Linked DNA regions of Mus musculus: all the other regions are linked to region 2. Evidence: chromatin contacts called from public promoter capture Hi-C data. All regions are on one chromosome and are shown on one strand. The core of a region is the stretch at or near the end of the contact, and the rest is flanking DNA. Distances in the headings are between cores, read along the strand shown.

The links. Promoter capture Hi-C pulls out the DNA fragments that hold promoters and counts their contacts.
Region 1: a promoter capture Hi-C map of pre-B cells shows a contact between it and region 2, with 4 times the contacts expected there. The contact joins the promoter of Dtymk here to the promoter of Cops8 in region 2. A contact is called at or near these places in 1 of 39 promoter capture datasets (pre-B cells) and 1 of 484 Hi-C or Micro-C datasets (CD4 T cells).
Region 3: a promoter capture Hi-C map of pre-B cells shows a contact between it and region 2. The contact joins the promoter of Stk25 here to the promoter of Cops8 in region 2. A contact is called at or near these places in 1 of 39 promoter capture datasets (pre-B cells) and 1 of 484 Hi-C or Micro-C datasets (CD4 T cells).

Annotation. Positions count from the first base shown.
Region 1 is chr1:93,800,261-93,803,195 of GRCm38.p6, forward strand. Dtymk (deoxythymidylate kinase) reads right to left here and starts at 1,674. Exons shown (of 5, transcript NM_001105667.1): 1 at 1,438-1,674; 2 at 542-650. The coding sequence starts at 1,567.
Region 2 is chr1:90,601,949-90,604,748 of GRCm38.p6, forward strand. It overlaps Cops8 (COP9 signalosome subunit 8), which reads left to right and starts at 1,477. Exons shown (of 8, transcript NM_133805.3): 1 at 1,477-1,679; 2 at 2,427-2,497. The coding sequence starts at 1,602.
Region 3 is chr1:93,634,452-93,637,496 of GRCm38.p6, forward strand. Stk25 (serine/threonine kinase 25 (yeast)) reads right to left here and starts at 1,276. Exons shown (of 12, transcript NM_021537.3): 1 at 1,096-1,276; 2 at 847-932. The coding sequence starts at 876.

The DNA of each region.
Region 1 (2,935 bases), core at 424-2,923, 3.2 Mb after region 2:
TTGGTTCCCAGAACTCACATGACAGCTTACAACTCTCAGTAACTCTAGTTACAGGAGTTGTCTTCCTTGGGCAGCAGGTATGCATGAGGTGCACATACAGGTAGCCATTTATATTACACAAAAACGAATACATATTTTTTATGAGGCCAGCCTGGTCTATAAGGCAAGTTCCAGGATAGTCAGGACTGTTATGTAGGGAAACCTAGTATCAAAAAAACAAAACCAAAAACCAAATCAAAAAAAAAACCTTTTAATAAAACAAAACAAGCCGGATGTGGTTAAATACGATGGTCAAATACGACGATGTTTTATCTCAAATACGGCGATTTTTTATCTCAAATACGACGATTTTTTATCTCAAATACGTCGATTTTTTTATCTCAAATACGGCGTCGAATGGTAGGGTAGAGGAAACCTCCCAAGCTGGCCTCTGGTCTCGACGTGCGGGTGTTTGCACACATGCCACACACAGGTGCTCGCACCCTTGCCACACACAAAAGTGTGCATGTTACAACCGGGGAGCAACGACGCAGGTCTTTACACTTGTTCCCAGCGGTTTGCAGAGAAGAGCAGGTGCACGGAGTGATCCTCTAGTTCCGTTTTCTTTTCCAAGTAGGAATTCAGAAGCTTGCCGATTTCCGTTGATCTTTCTAGAAAGACAAAGATACACTCGACTGAAGTCAGACTCTTCACCTGAAGTCTACAGGGGTTTGCACTTAAGTTCTCTCCTTGCACCTACACCTAACTTTCAACCTCCAGACAGCTTTGGACCATCTCTGAAGCCAAAGAAGTCTCCCCGAGAAAAGGAAGTAATGTACGTGCAAGTCTTGATTTCAAAAGTACTTGTAAGACTTTTGACTGGTTGGTTTGAAAATTAAAATATCCTGCAAAGTGGTTGTTCCAATTCCCAACCTACTTAATTTGTAGGATCAGGGGTTGGTGTCCAGTGTACAGGGCGCAAGGCCAAAAGTCAACCTTATGTTCCCTTTTCAGTACTTTTCCACCTTGTGTTTTCAGAGAGGAGCTTCTACCTGAAGCTCAGTTTTGGCTGAACTGGCTGGCTCACAAGTCCCAGGAACGAGTCCGTCTCACCTCTCCAGCGGTTGGATAAGCAACCGTACTAGGTTTTTTTTTTTTTTAACCTGGGAAACTAAACCCAGGCTCTCATTTCAGCCTGTATTTTATTAACTAAGCCATCTCCACCAGCCGGGCCCTCCCAAATCAATGACCAATGAAGAAAATGTCTTCCAGGCTTGTCTGCTGGCCAATCTGGTGGGGCCAGTTTTCTCAATTGAGGTAGCTTGAGTCAAACTGACATAGACTAGCCAGCACACGCATGCACAATAATAAATAAATAGATGTTCTAAAAGCTTTTAAAGATACTAAGACTACAACCCAAAGAGAGAGTGAGGGAATTCTCCAGGCCCACCCGCGCACCGGGGAAACGCAGCAGCTCCGCTCTGTGGCCCGAGGCGCACAGCGCGGTCACCAGCTTGAGGCCCTGCGTGGTCTTGCCAGCACGGTCCACACCCTCCAGCACGATGAGCGCTCCCCGACGCGACGCCATCGCCCGCACAGCACCGGTCAACTTGCCAGGTTCCCGCCAATGTTAGATGCAGCAGAAGCCCGGCGTGCACGGAAGCCCTGCCCTCTTCCGGTTGGAAAACGAATTCTGTGGCCTGCGGGGAACAGCTTCCGGACGTGACGTAATCTAGGCCCGGGAGTCTGCAGTTTAGCGAGCGCCAACTCGCGGAACTTCCGTTCGCCGCTCCCGAAGAGCACCAATCTTAAGGACTGTGGTTGCGCAGGCTCTGGTCACGTGGAAGTTCGAGACCTGTAACGGAATCAAATTTTTATGCCCCTAAGCGCGCTACTGAAGGGTTCTAAAAGTTTCTTATCACACACACACCTGCGCGCGTACAGGAGCCATGTGATGATCAGGCTCTGAAAGGAGTTAAGGATAGGAACATCGACCCCCAAGATGTACTTTCTGCAGCATTTTCGAACCGCTCAGGAATTTTCCTTGTCGTTTTAGTGTAAGTTGGTGGAAGGAAATGGGTTTATTTGCAGCGTGGGCAGAATTGAAACCACCCCCCCCCCTTTTAAATTCCTTTCCCCCTAGCAGTGTTTTTACAGACAAAATAAAGTCAGGGAAAATACATGAGCAGGAGGCGGGCAAATCTCTGTGAGTCTGAGGCCACTTACATAGTTTCAGGCCAGCCAGGGATACATTGTGAGACCCAGGCTCAAAAACCCAAACAACAGTACTCTAGAGGAAGAGAAAAAAGGATCCGCAGTCAAAGGCTGGGCTGGGTTATGTTTTGCCTAATGAACAAAGATTCCATACCCAGCACAGAATAAATTGGATATAGTGAGTGACATAGCCTATAAACCCAACATTTGGGAGGTAGATCAAGGTTTATGCAAACATTTGAACTAACACCCAAAGAAGTGACACAGATGCCAGACACATATGTAAAAATGTGCAACACAAACATATTGTTAGGAATCATGAATTAAGATAATTTCACCTCTTCGAGAATAGCCCAAATCTACAATTCTAACCCTTCATCATGCTGGTGAGGACGTGGAGCGAAGGAGACTGTCAGTGCAGAGGAGAAGGCAAAAACGGTGTGGAAGATAGCTTGGCTGTTTCTCAAGAAAGCACTCTACTTTTAACATGAAGTCAATATTTACCCAAATGGGTTGGAAACTATGTCTGCACACAAATGATTGTATCAGCTCTAGCCACATTTGCCTAAATATGGAAGCAGCTAAGATGTCCTCCAACACGCAAACTGATAAACTGGTAATTACACAGTGAAATAATTTTGAAGTAAAAAGTGAATTATCAGTTACTTACTAGGACATGGAGGAACCTGAACTGTATAATGATAAATGCAGCCAGTCTGAAAAGACTGTGTACTGTAAAATG
Region 2 (2,800 bases), core at 227-2,726:
GCCAGCCTGGGCTACTTAGTAAGACCTTGTCTACCAGTAAGTAAAAGGAGACCCGGGGGCACAGCTCAGTGCTAAAACTATGCACGAGGCCTGTGTTCCAGTCTCCAGTTCTGCCAGAGAAGACAGCAGGGGGCAGGTGTGGTGTCCGGACCATTGCTTGCTGTGTCTGAGCACTGACTAGGGTCTGGCTGGGTGTTTTTACCTCTCATGCCCAGAACTGAAATTCAGGCACCCAGGTTTGCAAAGTAGCAAGGAAACTTTATGCAAAAGCAAAGCCATACTACAGATCAGAAAGAAATATGCTGTCAAGAGTGACCGCTGGCCACATGAGCCAGCATACTCTAGAGCCCCAATTACTGTTTGGGGTTTTTATGAGCTTTGAGAGGAGTCTTATTGCTAAGGAGCACTGCATTCTGTTTTGATTGAAAAATTTTGCCGGACAGTGGTGGCACAAGCCTTTAATCCAAGCACTTGGGAGGCAGAGGCCAGCCTGGTCTACAGGGTGAGTTCCAGGACAGCCAGGGCCATACAGAGAAACCCTGTCTCGAAAAACCAAAACACACACACACACACACACACACACCAAAAACAAAACAAAAACAGAAAAAACAATTTAGTTATGTTACCTCCCTTTTCTATTGTGCATGTCTCAATATGTAAAATTATTGAATTTTATTAAATAATTTTATTATTAAAATGTATTTGATTTTAATCAAAAGCGTTCACAAGCACGCACAGGCAGAAGACAGTAAATAGGAGTTTCTCTCAGCAAATTCACTTAGAAGACATGGTTCACCCTCCTGGGCAGGCACCTAAAACCAATTCAGGCTAGATCAGACCTCCTGGCCTCATAATGCACCTAACTGGATTATTACTGAATAGAATCTGTTCGATGGTCCGCAGAGAGCGAAGAAACTTATCCCATTACTTGGAGAGGGTTTGTCTGCATGCAGTTCCATGCAGGTTGTGAACAGGGGTCCTGGTTTGCTGACAATTGCTAGGTGATTTTTTTTTTTTTTTTTTCAGAAAAAGGTGTGTGTGTGTGTGTGTGTGTGTGTGTGTGTGTGTGTGCGCGTGCGCGTGCGCATAGTAGGTGTAGGTGAGAGTCAGGCTGCTAAGTGAATTGTTAGAAGAGGGGTGTGTGCATAACCCAAACCAAGAAGAGTTTCAGGTTTGGAGTTTCTTGGACTTGTATGTAACACTTTAGCTTAGAAGAAGTACAGTTCAGCGCTCTCGAAACACGTGGAGGTCCAACGGTTTTACTGTTCTCCCACGGCAACTTTGGTTGTGGAAAAATGTAGTCCCGTTATCATTTCCCCGTGCGGATAATCCGAGCCGCAGCCGAACCCTTCCGGATCGCAGGGCTCTGACTCAGAAAGCCGGTTCGTCCTAGCCTGGGGCGGGTCCTCCAGAGCACCGAGACGTTGGGGCAGAGCGCTCGCCGCCCTTGTATTCCGCTACGGCGTCGCTCGGGAAGTGACGACACGCTCGCCCATGCGTACTGAGAGGCAGCTCCTTTACCTCATCGCGGGCGCGACGCCCCGAGGGCCAGCTTGTGCTTTGGTCTGGCAGAGGTGGTGGCGGCGAGAGCGGCCGGGAAGATGCCAGTGGCGGTGATGGCGGACAACGCCTTCAGTTTCAGAAAGCTGTTGGATCAGTGCGAGAACCAGGAACTCGAGGTAGCGCCGCAGGGTGGGGCGGTCGGGTGGGCGCCGTTTCCAGGGTAACGGGCCGGGCCGCGGCCTGCGGGGCGCACACTCCGGGTTCATCAAGAGATGCTGCTTCCATTTGTAACGTTAAGTTAAGTTCGCTAAATAGGCTGGGCGCAGTGGCACAGGACTCCGGTGGGCACACGTCAGGCGGAGGCGAGAGGATTGCCGGTGAATTCGAAGCCAGCTTGAACTATGAAAACCCCAAAAATAAAAAATAAAAATAAAAAAGAAAGAAAAAGGAAAAAAAAAAGGGAGGGCGGGGGCTCACGGACTAAAGGAGACAGCAGCAGCTTGCGGATGAGCCTTTAGCAGACCTTGCTGAATGAATAAAGATTGAAGAGAGACAGGCCTCTATAACTACCTTTTGGTAGTCTTCTGTCTTAAGCTTACTTAAGCTTTTAAGATAACGGCCAGAAAAATAGTGCATTAAGAACCTGTTGGAAGTAGTCCCCCCCCCCTTTTTTTTAATTTGAGACCTGACCTTCCGAGGTAATGTCACTTACATATTTGTGACTATGGAAAGAAACTGATATCCAACTGCAGATAAATGACAGCTCACAACAGATCTAAACTCAGGTTTTAACCTTTGATACTTCCCTAAGCATTTTTCTGCATCTATAGTAGTGCTGGAAAACTTACTTTTTAAGTTTTCATTTTCTCTTTTCTGAAAGTGTATTAGGAAGTGAGGCTTTCCCCTCTTTTTTCGCTCTCTAGGCTCCTGGAGGAATTGCCACACCGCCAGTGTACGGTCAGCTTCTAGCTTTGTACTTGCTCCAGAACGACATGTAAGTAGCACCTTTTACCTAAAACGAAAAGCTTCCTTGAGATGATGCAGGAGTACATGCAGCAGATAGGTGTCTTTTACTGTAATCCTGTTATATCTGTTTCCCTTTTTGTCATAATTAAGAATAAATAAGCTCGATATTTTTCTTGTCGTGTATGTCTTACATACACCTAAAAACATGGTAAGTTCTTGTGAGAAATTAGCATCAAGAACCAATGGAGTTTAAAAAAAAAATCATGTTTTTTTTTTCTTTTTACTTATATTTACTCAGAAACTGGGTGGTGGCGCACACCTTTAATCCTCC
Region 3 (3,045 bases), core at 26-2,525, 3.0 Mb after region 2:
TAATTAGAGGCGAAATGTCAAAATGTATTAAAAATGTGTTAGCTTAATTCAGCATCAGTTAGCAAGCTCGGGATCCCATCTGTGACAGCTGGGCCAAAAGCCCTCCCCAACAGCTGTGAGTAGTCTTCCAGGCTGGTTTGGTTTCCTCCAAGGAGCCCTGCCTCCAATTCCTGCCCACAAGCAGCGGACGGACATGCTTCCTGTCTACACAACCAGTTCTCAAGGATGCAGGGAGAAGGGGGGTCAGGGTGGGGTGGGGTGAGCGGCTGCACTGTCCTCAGGAACTGATTCCTTCACTGTGCAACTGTCAAGCCTAAGCCTATCTAAACCAAGCCCTTAAAACGCAAATCCCACAGCTAAAGCCAGAGGAAAATCAGCCGCCAAGGCAGCTCATTCCACTTCACTAGCTGTCTGTCATATTGCTCTGAAATAACAACACCACAAATAAAATAAAGGCGAGAAAGGGGGTCCAGAGAGCAAACCACCGAACCCTCTGACCCTACGCAGCCCTCATCTCCTGTGCGGTCCCGTGTCGGGGTTCCATCCCGTTAGCCAAGGAAGGTGGAGTCCATCTTCTGGGAAGGTGCTCCGAGCCTGGGTCAAGCAGGTTGTGCCCAGGGCAGGTTCCTGCACCTGCCCCCAGCAGCTCCCGAGCAGAAGCGCTCGCCCCGCAGACGTTCCCTGGGGCTCACGTCTTCCGCAGGCGCTGGCTCGGCACAGGCCAGAGTTCCAACGGCCCCAAGACGCGCCCCGAGGCAGACGGCCTCCGCCCCTCTCCCGCCTCAAGTGGACAAATCCGCTCCACAGCGAACCACGGACTCGGGGCACGCCGACGCCCACACTCACCTGGTGCGCGAAGCCCCGGAGGTGAGCCATGTCCCCGCTGACGTGACCAGTCCGTCGCAGCCGCTCCGCCCGCTCGCCTCAAGCACCTGCGAGAAACCGCAGGCCGCTCGGTCAACAGTGGCCAGGGGGACCCGTTCCGTGGCGTCCCTCCACCCGCGACCTCCGGTCCCGCGCCCAGGGCCCCCGACCCGCCCTCAGGGCGTGCCCGGCCTCCCCAACATTCAGGCGAGGCCCGCTGGCAGCGCCCACCTCCGGGCGGCTCCATCTCGGACTCCGGGCCCGCTTCGCAGTCCCCACGGCGGCTCACACCGCAATTCGGTCTCCCGGAACGCCCAGGCCTCCCAGCCCGTGAGGTGGAGGCAGCGGCTCTGAGCAGGGCGTCGTGGCGAGCGCGAAGCTCTGTGGGACTAGGAGTCCCGCAGCCCGCCCCGTACCCCGGGCACGCAAAATTGAGACTACAAGTCCCAGCAGGCTGCGCGGTAGGATGAGGTGTTACGCAAGTGCTCCGGGGCCCTGATGGCGACAGACTACAAGTCCCAGGAGAACTTGCGGTGGGCGGTCAGTGGAGAGGCACAAATGCGCCACAGATTGGATCCGAACCTTGAGATATGCCCGAGCTGGGCTGCCCCTCCTGTCAGGCCGCGCGGTGACGGGTGCAGCGCGTGCGCAGTTGCCTTGACGTTTTCTAGGCTTTTTTTTCTCTTTTTTTTTCAGCCCTCCTCTCATTTTCCCAGTTCTGTTTGCCAAGCTTCTGAGACCCATACTGTGTGCCTGGAGTGCGAACCCACATTACCCTCATATCCTGGTGCTCCAGCTTTAACCGCAGTGTGACCTTCTTGTCTGCGCTTAGCAACACACACACACAAGGAGTACGCCCACGCGCGCCCTTAGAAAAGTCGCCCATTGTTGGACAAGTGCTTCTCTCCTGCCTCAGTTTCCCTATCTGAAAAGGTTTAATCGTAGGTCCCCAGGACATGACCTGGCGCTGGGAAGAGTTGTGTGGTCCAGCGGGGATTTCCAAAGGTTGGAAGATGCCTTTCATCCTGTGAATTCAGTATGAGTGACTAGTCAGCAATGTCCACTTCTATGCAGTCTCCTAGTGTTCCACGGGAGGGAGATTTGGCTCCATACTGTGTCCATTCCTATGACGGCTCAGTGCAAACCACCATAATGTCCCTACTCCCCAACTCATAAAGGCTTGTTGTTTCTGTTCTCTGGTGGATTTTCTTCCTGGGCACCATCCTGGAACCTTAAACCTTGCATGCAAGACCTTGCATCAGATTCTTTAACCGCCAAATTTTACTACATGTTGATTAGGTTTTCTTTGCTGTGTTTTTCCCCAGAAGAAAATAGACTTCCAGCAAACAGCCCTGCCCTGGATCCTGAAGCACCTTGGTTTCCTCCCCTCCCCCGCCCCAAGGCATCAACAATAGGGGCAAATATTTTTATTGCCCCTGAAAAAGATCATCTGTAGGATGGCCTTCAGCCTACCTATCCCTCCTATAGAAAAGTCTGAAATTAGGCAAGGCCAACTCTATTAAGACTTATTTATGTACATATATGTGTATGTTAAATGTGAACAGGAACCTACTGAGATCTGAAAAGGCCTGGATCTGGAGTTGCAGAGGGTCATATGCTGAATGGCATGGGTGCTAGAACTAAATTCTGGTCCTCTGGAAGAGCAACAAGAATTCTTAATGATTGAGGAATCTCTGTAGGCCTTTATTTTTGATTTTTAAGACAGGACCTCATTCTGTAGCCTAGGCTGGCTTAAAACTCTCTATGTGGCCCTTTTTGGCCTCAAATTCACAGCAGTTCTGCCTCTGCCTCTGCCTCTGCCTCTGCCTCTGCCTCTGCCTCTGCCTCTGCCTCTGCCTCTGCCTCTGCCTCTGCCTCTGCCTCTGCCTCTGCCTCTGCCTCTGCCTCTGCCTCTGCCTCTGCCTCTGCCTCTGCCTCCCAAATGCTGGGGTTATCCATATGAACCATCAGACTTCATGTGAAAAGCCCTACTCATGAGATTAAACTTCGTATTGGTTTATTGCTTTGTTCTTGGGTCAAATAGATATTGAAGAGTTGTTGGCTGTTTAGGAAGACTTCCATGTAGTTTATCTATAAAACACTTCCCAAGGGTCTGGAGAGATTTTCTTTTCAGCTGTTAAGAGCACTGGAGACTTTTGCATAGGAACCAGGCTTGGTTCC